Linked DNA regions of Sus scrofa: region 2 is linked to region 1. A link is a contact called in public promoter capture Hi-C data. All regions are on one chromosome and are shown on one strand. Each heading gives the region's core, a stretch centred on a gene start, on an enhancer-like site or on the middle of the called end of the contact. The rest is flanking DNA. Distances are from core to core; before and after follow the strand shown.

What was found. Promoter capture Hi-C pulls out the DNA fragments that hold promoters and counts their contacts.
Region 2: a contact with region 1 is called in a promoter capture Hi-C map of fetal liver, with 5 times the contacts expected there. The contact joins the enhancer-like site here to the promoter of CNDP2 in region 1. A contact is called at or near these places in 5 of 5 promoter capture datasets (fetal liver, fetal skeletal muscle, liver and 1 more), 18 of 47 Hi-C or Micro-C datasets (brain, embryonic fibroblasts, epiblast stem cells and 11 more) and 2 of 2 datasets of contacts at active chromatin or transcription factors (alveolar macrophages and skeletal muscle).

Annotation. Positions count from the first base shown.
Region 1 is chr1:149,582,417-149,588,085 of Sscrofa11.1, reverse strand. It overlaps CNDP2 (carnosine dipeptidase 2), which reads left to right and starts at 3,767. Exons shown (of 12, transcript NM_001243707.1): 1 at 3,767-3,807.
Region 2 is chr1:149,819,965-149,825,219 of Sscrofa11.1, reverse strand. No RefSeq gene overlaps it. Among named protein-coding and RNA genes, the nearest start is that of TIMM21, 33 kb to the left of the region's middle. Within about 2 kb of position 1,964, at least 7 of the 83 cell types and tissues checked have an H3K27ac peak or open chromatin away from gene starts, as enhancers often do. A contact at or near this core is called in fetal liver and liver, where this site is marked.

The sequences.
Region 1 (5,669 bases), core at 2,518-5,017:
AAAGAATCAAGGCAATGCTGTCACAACTGTAGACAGAGGACATCACTCCTCTTTGTCATCCCCACCCCACCCACAGCTTATCACAGGTTGAATAAAAGTAAACAGAAAGGTAGCAGGACATAGCGGGGAAAAAAATTCTGCCTCAATATTTGCTGTGAAGATCAAATAAAATAAAGAATGGAAATCTGACTTGTGAATGATTAAACATTGCATACTTTAGAAATGATCCTTTTAAATGAGGGTTTATGCATTTTCTCTAGATTTAATCAATGCAAGAAACCTAAAGGGAGGTGACTTCAATTTCATTTCAGACTAAATCTAAACATTTCGTTCAAGGGTACCTGATAATGTAAAACCAATTTTTAGGCTCTTTAAACTGCTGTCACCGGAGTTCCCTGGTGGCTCATCAGGGTAAGGATTTGGCATTGTCACTGCTGTGGCTTGGGACACTGCTGTCGAGCAGGTTCTATCCCCGGCCCAGGAACCCACAAAAATTAAAAAATAAAAAATAAACAGCTGTCAAGTATCCATGTAGTAACAGGTCATAGGCTCTCAAAATCTAGAAAATTGGGGGGAGGGGGCTTTTTTCTCCTTCTGTCCAAGGACTGTGTATATGGCAGAAACTGTGGTTTGTATTCACATTTTGCCAGGGGAAAGGGGATGGGTGGGGTGGGGGAAGTCATACTTTTTTGCCTTGGATGCAGTCGCCAAGGTGTTAGATTTATTTATGTACATTTATCACTTTCAAAAATAGAATTTTATGCATTTATTCAGAAGCCCAGAGAGTGCCACACAGACCTTCACAACCTAACACTCTGGGAAAGTGTTCTGAAAGTTGCAGTTGTGTTGCACAAACTGTAACAGAATGGGTTGCAAGTCCCGAATGAGCCTAGTGCCCAGCGCACAGTAGGTGCTCACTAAGAACTGGGAGAGTGTGTGGACGGTGAATGTATATGCAAAGCTATTCTTTCTTTTGTCCTTTCCTCTGCTGCCTCAGATTGTCCTCTTGAACAAGGTGTATCTTATGCGTGTAGTGACCTGGGAGAAGAGTCACAATGCTCTGCCTCCCCGTTCCACAACCCTGCACATCCGGCTTCCAGCATCAGCAGCAAAGTGATACATACAGTAAATTATATACAGAGTACATTGAATACTTGTCTTACTCATCCTCTGAGGCTGGAGAGCAGGCCAAGCAGGGCCCCCTTTCACAGTCAAGTTGCCCCGTCCTTAGTCAAGCCTAGACCATGCCTGTCTCTGGGGTTCCTGCAGCACCTAGCACCCGCTGAGCTATGATGTCGACCCCTTGGCCAGCTCAGGTGCCACCCAAGGGAACTGACTCAGAGGCAGGAGAGGTAGGAACCTGGCCAGGCCTTCTGCCCTGCAGGTGAACTGATTCCAAATGGTGGCTTACTAAACCAACTGTTCTCTCTTTGGGGAAATTTCAACTTGAGACAAATTTCAACTTGAGCAGAAAGTGGAAGCAGACTCATGGAGGACACAAAACAGGCACCAATGCTGTGGACTCCCCAGGTGACAGTGAGTCATCTGAGGGAACACTGGCCCTCGAGGCACCCAGCTGTCCCTGGGCACCTCTACCAAGCCCCTGCGTGCTTCCCTCTCTCCCTGGGATCTAAGAGCCTAACTGGGGGCTCAGAAGACACACTGGCTATGGTCCTTACCCTGGAGCAAAGTGTAACCTGTGAGGAATCAGGTTTGTGGCTAGGGAGCAATCTGCAAAGCATCCTTTACTCAAGAAGGAATGGATTGCAGTGCCGCCTGCTGGAGATATTCAGATGCGCACCCTTGGGTTTAAATATGAGCCGCTTTGTAAGGCAGGGGTCTTCAGACAGAAATAGCCAGGGGCAGAAGACTTTTAAAGAAGGATCCAAAAGTTTTAAGATCACCAATTCCAGCTGCCCAAATTTCACATCTATTCACAGAGTCTTCATGAATGGGGTTAGTGTCCTTACAAAAGAGACCCCAGAGAACTTTCTGCTTATGTTGAAAAGACCACCCCCATCTATGAGAAGCTAGCTCACTGAATCTGGTAGCAGCTTGATCTTGGACTTCCAGCCTCCAGATCAGAAGAAACAAATTTCTGTTGTTTATAAGCTACTCAGTTTTTGGTATTTTTGTCATAGCAGCCTGAAGAGATCAAGATACTCAATGCCAGGCATGTTCTAAGTTCTGTACTAATTCTTTAAAAGCCAAAATTCTCCAAACGAAAGGGCAATTTGAAATACAATTTGAAAGTATGCTATTAGAGAATGCCTCCTTACTCAAGGCCACCTGTCTGTTGCATATTTTGCTTTCTTTCAAGGGCAGGAGGTAGAAAGTTCCATCTGCTGACAATTAACATTATATTTTCAAATATAAGGGTTCTACATCAAGATAAAAATTTGCATTTTCTTAACTTTTATTCAGATTTGCAGGAGAAATATTTTCATTAACGTTTCTCAAATGATTATTAGGTACTGTAAATGCATATTCAGTTTTAATTTTATCTTTTATTAAAGTATATTGATTTACAATGTTGTGGGCATATTCACTTTTTACTTGTACCCAAGCTTCCTCTTTGCTCTTATTTAGTACCACCACATACCCGTAAAATTTTAATAAACAGGTAATGTGTTACAGATTTTACTCTAAATCACTTTTTGCCATGTTTTTCACCAAATTCAGTCTCATTCCATCAAGAATCTCATTTATAGATAGCCGAACTAATTTTTTTAAAGCCTAATAGATTTGAGTGAAGGATATATGTCCAATAAATTCAAATTACTTACAAAAGTGTATAATATATGTAGGTGGTTTTTAATCAATCATGTACTACTAATAATTGTAATAAGAATTTAATCTAGAAGAGAAAAAAATTAACAGAATTTTCTAGTTACAGGAAAGTAAATACTGATTTAAATTTTTATACATATTGTACAAATGTATAAAAGTATAACAGTATCATTAATAGTATCAAGTATAAATGATATTTAATGATTTATAAATGAAATGCTGCAATTAAAAAAAATTCTGCAACGGATATTGATGAAAACAGAATTTCAAGGGAAAAACAAACCATGTAAAAATTTAAGTAATCTTATTTAAAAATATTTACAGGATGTGAGGAACTACATCCATTCCAACTATAAAATTGTCATTAAAACTACAACAACAACATAGAATATGGGAAGGGTAAAATCTTTCCCAAATTTTTTGGGTGATGCTCTAAAGGAGATAATCACACCCTCGGAGAAATAGTAGACGCTCAATAAGTAAATGGTGGGTCTACTTTCTTCATTAATTCCTAGGATTACTGGATCTAAATACTAAAATAATTCCTCTTAGTAACGGTGAAGGCTTGGTGAACAAAGTGCCAAAGATACGTGAAACGGAAACCTGTGTGACCAGGAAAACATGCTTCAGGAACCCGCGGGAATGGGGACTCTGGGTAGGGGGGTGTGGGCACCTCAATCCCGGACCACTTCACACAAAACACTACCTCTCCAACCCCACGGTTGAGGCAAAAGGCGGAAGACCAAAGTAGATCGCCGCCGGGCTCGCGCTTTTAAGCCCTGGCCTCCCAGGTCTCAGCCTCGCCTCCTGCCGGCGCCGCGCTCCGAACAGCGGAGGGCGGGGCGGCGCAGTTTCCGGCCAGGTCCGGGATTGGCGGACTGCACGGCGGCGAGGCGGGGATACGCCAGTGCTCCGGTCGAGGTCTGGGATTGGTGGATGGGGCGGCTGCGGGGCGGGCCCGCACAGGGGGCGTGACCGAGACACGTGGTGCGGAACCCGAGCTGTAGCAGCTGGCTGGTGAGCGGCCTTCCCGGGGAAGGAGGTCCCTGTGGACAGGGAGGTTCCTGCAGGCGGCGGGAGCAGGGCCGAGGCCGGGAGCGTGGGGTCCAGGCCGCCTCCCGGCAGGCAGGGGAGACCGGTCGCTGCGCGGCGGGCCAGGGACCAGGCCAGCTCTGAGGGGCCTGTGGCCGGCCCTGACGGGAGAAGAGGGCGTCCACTCAGAATGCGGCCCGCTCCAGTCAGAATGGGGTCCGGGGCGGCGGCGGGGAGGACGCACACTGACCCGCCTGTGAGCAACCCCTCCCCACCCCCGCCCTCCGCAACAGTGAGGCCCGCAGAAAACTAAAGCCTGTCTCTCGGCTGCAGAGACCTTTGGCGGAGGCCTGAGGTTGGTGTTGCAGGACGGCCTGCGCTCAGGGTCGGAGGCCCGGGGTCAGGGTCTCCACCCTCACTTAAGGCTGGGAGGTTGCACGTGGCTGCCCTGAGGCAGTCTCCGGGAGTGATGCTTGGTCCTGCGTCGGCCTGTCCTGAGTCCTTGGGCCTCCGACCCGCCCTCGCCCGCGCGGGAACCTGGTGCTGACTCAGCGACCCGGCGGAGATTTTATTTATGCCTTTGTCATCCCTGGTGTTTGCAGGGAGGGGTGGTGAGGAATAATTTTGTAGAACTGTATGTTTGGGATTAAAGTTCTAGATTGAGCAAATCAGAGGTTCCTACTCCTGTTGCAGTGGTTTTTACACAGAGCTGAAGCCCTCATTCAAGAGTCCCTTTACTTTTGCATGTGCCTTGAATTAAGGAGGTCAGGATGGAGCCTCAGAACTGAAAGAATCTTTGTAGGGATTGCTGGGTGGTTCCAGGTGGTACCACCAGCCCTTCTTCCCCTCACTGGAGTTTCAGTGTTGAAGTTACTTTACTCCCCAGGAACCTTAGATTCCAAGAAGGGAGTGAGGCTGGTGTTTACTTCCAGACAATAGGGTTTGCTTTTGTTCACTCCAACTCAATGCTTTTACCCTAATAAATGGGGTTCACCAGGGCATATAAAAGTGGTCCCCATTTAGAGTTCCCTCCTGGCTCAGCAGGTTAAGTATCTGGCGTTGTTACTGCTGTGGCTCAAGTCATTGCTGTGGTGGGGATTCTGGGAGCTTCTGCATGTCATGGTGCAAGTCCCCCCACCTTAGCCCCCCAGAAAAAAGTAGTCCGTTGTAATGGCTTTGGTACTGGCCAGTTGGTGAAACAGGAATAACTGTGCATGGGAGGGAGAAAGGGGCTCTGGCCTAACCTCTCTGACCCAGTTAGCAGTTCAGAGATGTTGTTTTTCCACCTGGTGAGGTGGCAGGAAGAGCTGAATAATCCAGTCTCTGTTTACTCTCCTTTGGTTAAAGATTCAACTTAGATAGCTATATATTTGACTTTAGCTGGAAGGCGATTGGTTAACTGGGCTGCAAAAAGCATAATGCTAATGAGAATATATCACAGTGAGCATGGAATTTGTGCTGTGTAATGACCAGGAACTCAAATGAAGAGTATCTGGTGTAGCATACTGTTCTGCTAAATAGGTTTTCCTTTATGATTGAAAATCTGACTTCTATGCAGTGTATGCATTTATGAACCTTGTCTTCCAAAAGGCTGAAACAATCTGAGTTGGCAGGGAGATATTTAACTGTTTCATGCTCTGTTGTGGTTGTTGGAAGAGGATTGCCTTTACTAAACTCAAGCTGCACATCCTTGATCTGTTGAGCAGCTACCAAGCTTACTATCTCAGTGGACAAAGTCTGTCCTCTGTTTAGAAGTCACTTCAGAATCCTCTACCAAGAAGAAAATTCTCTGTAATTCGGTGTGTCCATACACAGCCACTTCTCTGGTGTCCCACTTCAGAGCTACA
Region 2 (5,255 bases), core at 715-3,214, 240 kb before region 1:
AATACCTGCTTGCACTGCCCGAGGGTAAGTAGGTTTCTGTCCAAAGTAGATAGTCTGGCACTACCTGTCTCACAGCTATAACTATTTGGCTCTTATTTTATCAGTGTCCTTTAACTCTTACAGTCGTTCTCACTCCCCACCTCAAAACAGACAGGAGGAAATCAATATCAAGTTATTTAGCATCACTGTACAAGCCCTTTAAGAGTGACTAATTGAAATACAGTCCAATCAAGCAAAAAGGTAAAACCGTGTCCATAAGATAAGCCATATTCCATCTGCATCTGGAACAGCCCTCCTAACAATCCTGGGACTTGGACAATCATTCCATTTATGGTGACCTACTGGTAAACTTTGAAATTATACGTAGGTGGTTTTTAAAAAGAAATATATGTCTGATTGCTGCTCTCACATTGCTCCCCTTTGTGTGTGCACATGTGCATACGTGTGTGTGTGTGTGTGTGCATGTGTGTGTTTGTGTTTCCATCTTGTTCACTGAGAACTCTGGCAGACAACATTGATGCCTGCCCACAAACCCCACACTCACCAGTGTGGTGTCATCGCCTTGTATTACCTGCCAGCACCTGTAGATGTTGGCAAACCATGACAACACCCCAACCTCCACCATTCGGAAAGGATTCATTTTCTATGGTTGCCATAACAAATTTCCACAAACCTAATGACTTAAAACAGCACAGATCTATTATCTGACATTCTGTGGGTCATCAGTCCAACATGGTTCTTACCTGGTGAACATCAGGTGTCAGCAGGGCCATGATCCTTCCTGTGGGCTCTAGGGAGAAGCTGTTCTCTTGCTCATTTGATTGTAGGCAAATTCAATTCCTTGAGGTTGTAGGACGAAAGTCACTCTTTTTTACTGCTTGTCATTGGGAGCCATTCCCAGCTTAGTCTAGGGGCCTCTCCCATCCCATGACTGACTCCTGGTCCCCATCCTCCGTCTTCAAATTCAGCATTAATGGAGTGGGCCTCATCCCTCTCTCACCCCAATCTCTCCTCTGTCCCACCCAGCCTGCAAGGATTCTTCACGCTTAAGTTCCCACCTGATGAGCTTCGCCCAATGTCATGCGGCTAGTAAGTAGCAGCATCTGGTGAAACCCAGGTGTCTCAGCTTCAGAGGTGGGCCCTCAGCCACTCGAAGACATTGCTTCTTAACAAAAGCCAGCAATGAGAAAGCAGTGCCTAGCCGAGCCGCACTGGAGGCTGACAGGGAAAGAAAAATCAGTTCTACTGTCCCTGTCTTTACCTAACACATTGACATTTTATTTGTCATGGGTATTTTGCATTAATTTTGAGTTTCAAAATATTTCATTAAAATGTTATCTTGATTACTGCGTTTGTGGCACACATATCCCCAAAAGTGTGTGCTGTAGGTAAGGGCCTCCCCCTCCTCACCTCCTCCCTGGGCCCTAAGGGAAAGGAACACACTGCTGATTGCCCTTTGTGAACACAAGTACACTGACAGCTTTCCCAGATCCAGAATGATTAACCGCTTAAAAAGAGCAATTTCACATAATGGAAATTGGGAAATGGAAACAAAGCTGTCCGTCTATAATATTCTGAAACATACAGCGCAATGACTGTTACCCTTATCTTTCCAGTCGGCCCAGCGCAGACGTGAGAAAAGCAGGTAGAGAAGACAGGACTCACTTCCCTCTGTATTGGGCTGTGTTTAACTTTCAGGAAGTGGCACCAATATGCTCAGAATTCTATTTGCTCAAAAGAGGTTACTCTAGCTTTTGCTTCCCAGGCACCTAAGACTTTAGGGTCTTTGTTTCTTAGTTTTTTAAACAGAGGGAGGGTAACAGGGAGTCCCATAAAAGGCCAAGCTCCTGTTGAAGTAGATCACACCTTTGCTGCTGGAAAATTTTGGCTTCCTGGGTTCTGTTCTGCCCCACTTCTCTCTGATCAGTCATCTTAAGGGAGGTTTCCTGAGACCAGAACGGATGCTTTGACCCTTTGCGGCCACCAGAGGGCCACGGACACCCGCTAAAATGAATTTCAGTTCATGAAATTCAGTAAATTGGTACTTAACCCTATAAAGGCATTCTGTTAAGGCAATTGTTTCTTTACATAGTCTTTTAAAGATTTGGTCTCTTTAGTATTCATTCTATATATAGTATTCATTTCAATCGCAAGATCCCCTAGGAAATCCAATTAAATTTAAAGTACAAAGTTATTCACACAGCTTCCATGAATTCAGCAGATATTTAAACGCTGCAGCGTGTATTCTGTAAAAGTCTGTGCTGGACATTGAGGCCACTAAGCTGAGCAAGAGTTAATCCTTGTCTTCAAGAATAGATGAGGAGTTCCCGTCGTGGTGCAGTGGTTAACGAATCCGACTAGGAACCATGAGGTTGTGGGTTCGATCCCTGCCCTTGCTCAGTGGGTTGACGATCCGGCGTTGCCGTGAGCTGTGGTGTAGGTTGCAGACGCGGCTCGGATCCCACGTTGCTGTGGCTCTGGCATAGGCCGGTGGCTACATCTCCCATTCGACCCCTAGCCTGGGAACCTCCATAGCCGCTGGAGCAGCCCAAGAAATAGCAAAAAGACAAAAAAAAAAAAAAGAATAGATGAGGAGTTCCCATCGTGGCACAGCGGAAACGAATCCTACTAGGAACCATGAGGTTGCGGGTTCGATCCCTGGCTTTGCTCCGGGGGTTAAGGATCCGGCATTGCCTACACCTCCAGTGTAGGTCACAGATGCGTCTCCGATATGGCGTGGCTGTGGCTGTGGTGTAGGCCGGCAGCTGTAGCTCCAATTGGACCCCTAGCCTGGGAACCTCTATATGCCCCAGTGTGGCCCTAAGAAGCCAAAAAAAGAAAAGAAAAGAAAAGGAAAGAAAGAGAGAGAGAGAGAGAGAAAGAAGAGATGACTTAGAATAGTAAGAAAGAAAGAAAGAAAGAAAGAAAAGAAAGAAAGAAAGAAAGAAAGAAGAAAGAAATAGATGACTTAGAATAGTAAAAAATTCACAGTGGGAGTGTGAACTATGACCCGATATAAAACAGCAGGCCATTTCTTGTTCGGAGTGAGGCAACCTGTACACTATTGTTGTGTTTATTACTTGAGAGTTAGGGGTGATTTTCTTGTGTTTATTGCTTGAGAGTTAGGGATTCCAAAATCACCCCCACACTCTCTCAAGAGATTTGTTCACCATTGGAATTTATTACAGAAAACAAACAAATGAAAAACCAGGGTCATCCCAAGACCTGACCGCACTAGAGAGCTAAAGGAACCTATCAAACACTGTAAGAAACTTCACTTTGTGAAACCCTTTAAAAGTTATTTTTAATTTTAGAAAAGGCAAAAACAAAATATATTTTCTCCAAAAGCCATGCCATGTAGTCTGACGGGGACCCTCCCTCTGCTCCTGCTTTAAGAAGCCAGAGGGATCCGGTCAGGCTGGTGTCATGGTATGTGTCCTGTGTGGTGAAGGAGACATGTCTTCTCTTCTCTTTGGCACAACAAGGAGGTGACAGAATCATTAAATGAAATGTTTGCTAGTCCAAAAGTCAGGATGCTGCCCTTCGTCCCCCTGCCCTGGGCCCCAAGCCAGCTCAGATCAGAGAGCAGACATGGGACTTCTGAGCCCAGAGGCCTTGGTTCAGCCGCTCTGACCTGGGAGCTCCCAGGACAGTAAACCCAGGGCAGAGTCACCTGGGTGCAGAGACCCATCTGGAAAACCACATCTGACCGATTGTGGCTCAATTGGTCAGAGCAGTGGGGGTACCTCCCCCAACTCCCAATCCTGGGCCAATGAGGGTTTGTAGGCAGAGGGAGAGAAGAGCAGTGGAAACACTGACAAAGCCATACAGGGGACACACAGCTGGGGTGAGAGACACACAGCTGGGGCAGGGGTCCTCCAGAACTGGTGGTTCAGGCTCCTGGAGAGATCTTCCTGGGGTAGCAGTTGCGGCTAAGTCTCCAGGCAGGAAGCACGTGACCAGAATAGGAGGTATTTGCGGACACTAAGCACAAGAGGGACCTAAGGTGAGAAAGGACAGGACACACTGACTGAGGGCACCCCAAAGGAAGGCCAGCGTGAGGACACAGTCCAGCTCTGTGAGCCACCTCTGGGCCTGGGGAGCAGGGCCTGGGGATACGTTCACTTAGATAAGCAGGCAGCTCCAGAGCTCAGATAGCAGTGGTGCACAAGCTGCAGACACAAAGGGCCACCTCCCCCACCCCACCCTGAACTCAGCGCAGCTGTGGGGCCCAGAGGCCTGGGGGTTGGGCTGTGGCCTGGGGGTTGGGCTGTGGCCCAGGTGGCTCAGCTGAGGGAGCTGACCTGGCCACAGTGACTGGCTCGGCCTGGCAGGAAGTGGATGCTAGAGACCTGCAAACACCACTGTAGGTGCTTAGATGGAGCCGGAGAGTCTACCCGAGTGGAGAGTGTGGACAGAAGGGAGGCCCAGGTGCCATATGTTGTGTGTGGGTGGGCAGGAAAGGGTCTCTCTGGCCATGACACAGAGGATGAGCTGAAACTGGAAGCTCCTTAAAGGTGAGATCCACATGTTGTCATTTTTGTGTCCCTTGTACACAGCTGCATAAAGGGGAAACGTGAGGCCGCCCTTCCAGCTGGGTCAGGAGGAGGCAGTGGACACAGCAGCAAAGGTCCAGGAGAATGGCAGGGGCTCGGCTGGGGCCATCGTGGAGATTTGCCACCAAGAGAGGATGAGTTCGAGGAGTACAATCAACAGGATCTGGTTTCTGAATGGCCAGGAGGGTTGAGGTGGAAATGTCAGCAGACCTTTGAACTCAGATAACACGCAGGTTGCCAAAGAGGAGTCTGGAGAACATCAAAGGCGAGGGGTTGGGAAAAGGCAATGTGAAGTAATACAAAGTCTGAGAATAATAAATGTAAGTGCACATCCAATGTGGGTCCTAACAGTTATAGATAATAACTGCAATCAGGGCACACTTCCCACACTTAGGGACTTGAGCTGATGAATGCACAGGAATGACCAGCAAGTGACACATAAACTATGCTTCTGGCATACTTGAGGGCACTTGAAAGCATTCTAGCCATGGCTTCAGTGTTTAGAAACACAGTTGAAATTGTATTTATATCACTAGCCTGTTCTGTTGACACAGAGAAACTTCTCCTGAAGAAAGCTCAGCTTAGCTCGCCCACGTGAACAAGTTCATGAAGCCTGAGGATGACTGTCTAACATTTGATGGGCATGTTAATGAAGAAAATGCTCAGGGCTGCCAGAGGGTAAAACCTCAGTGATGGAGC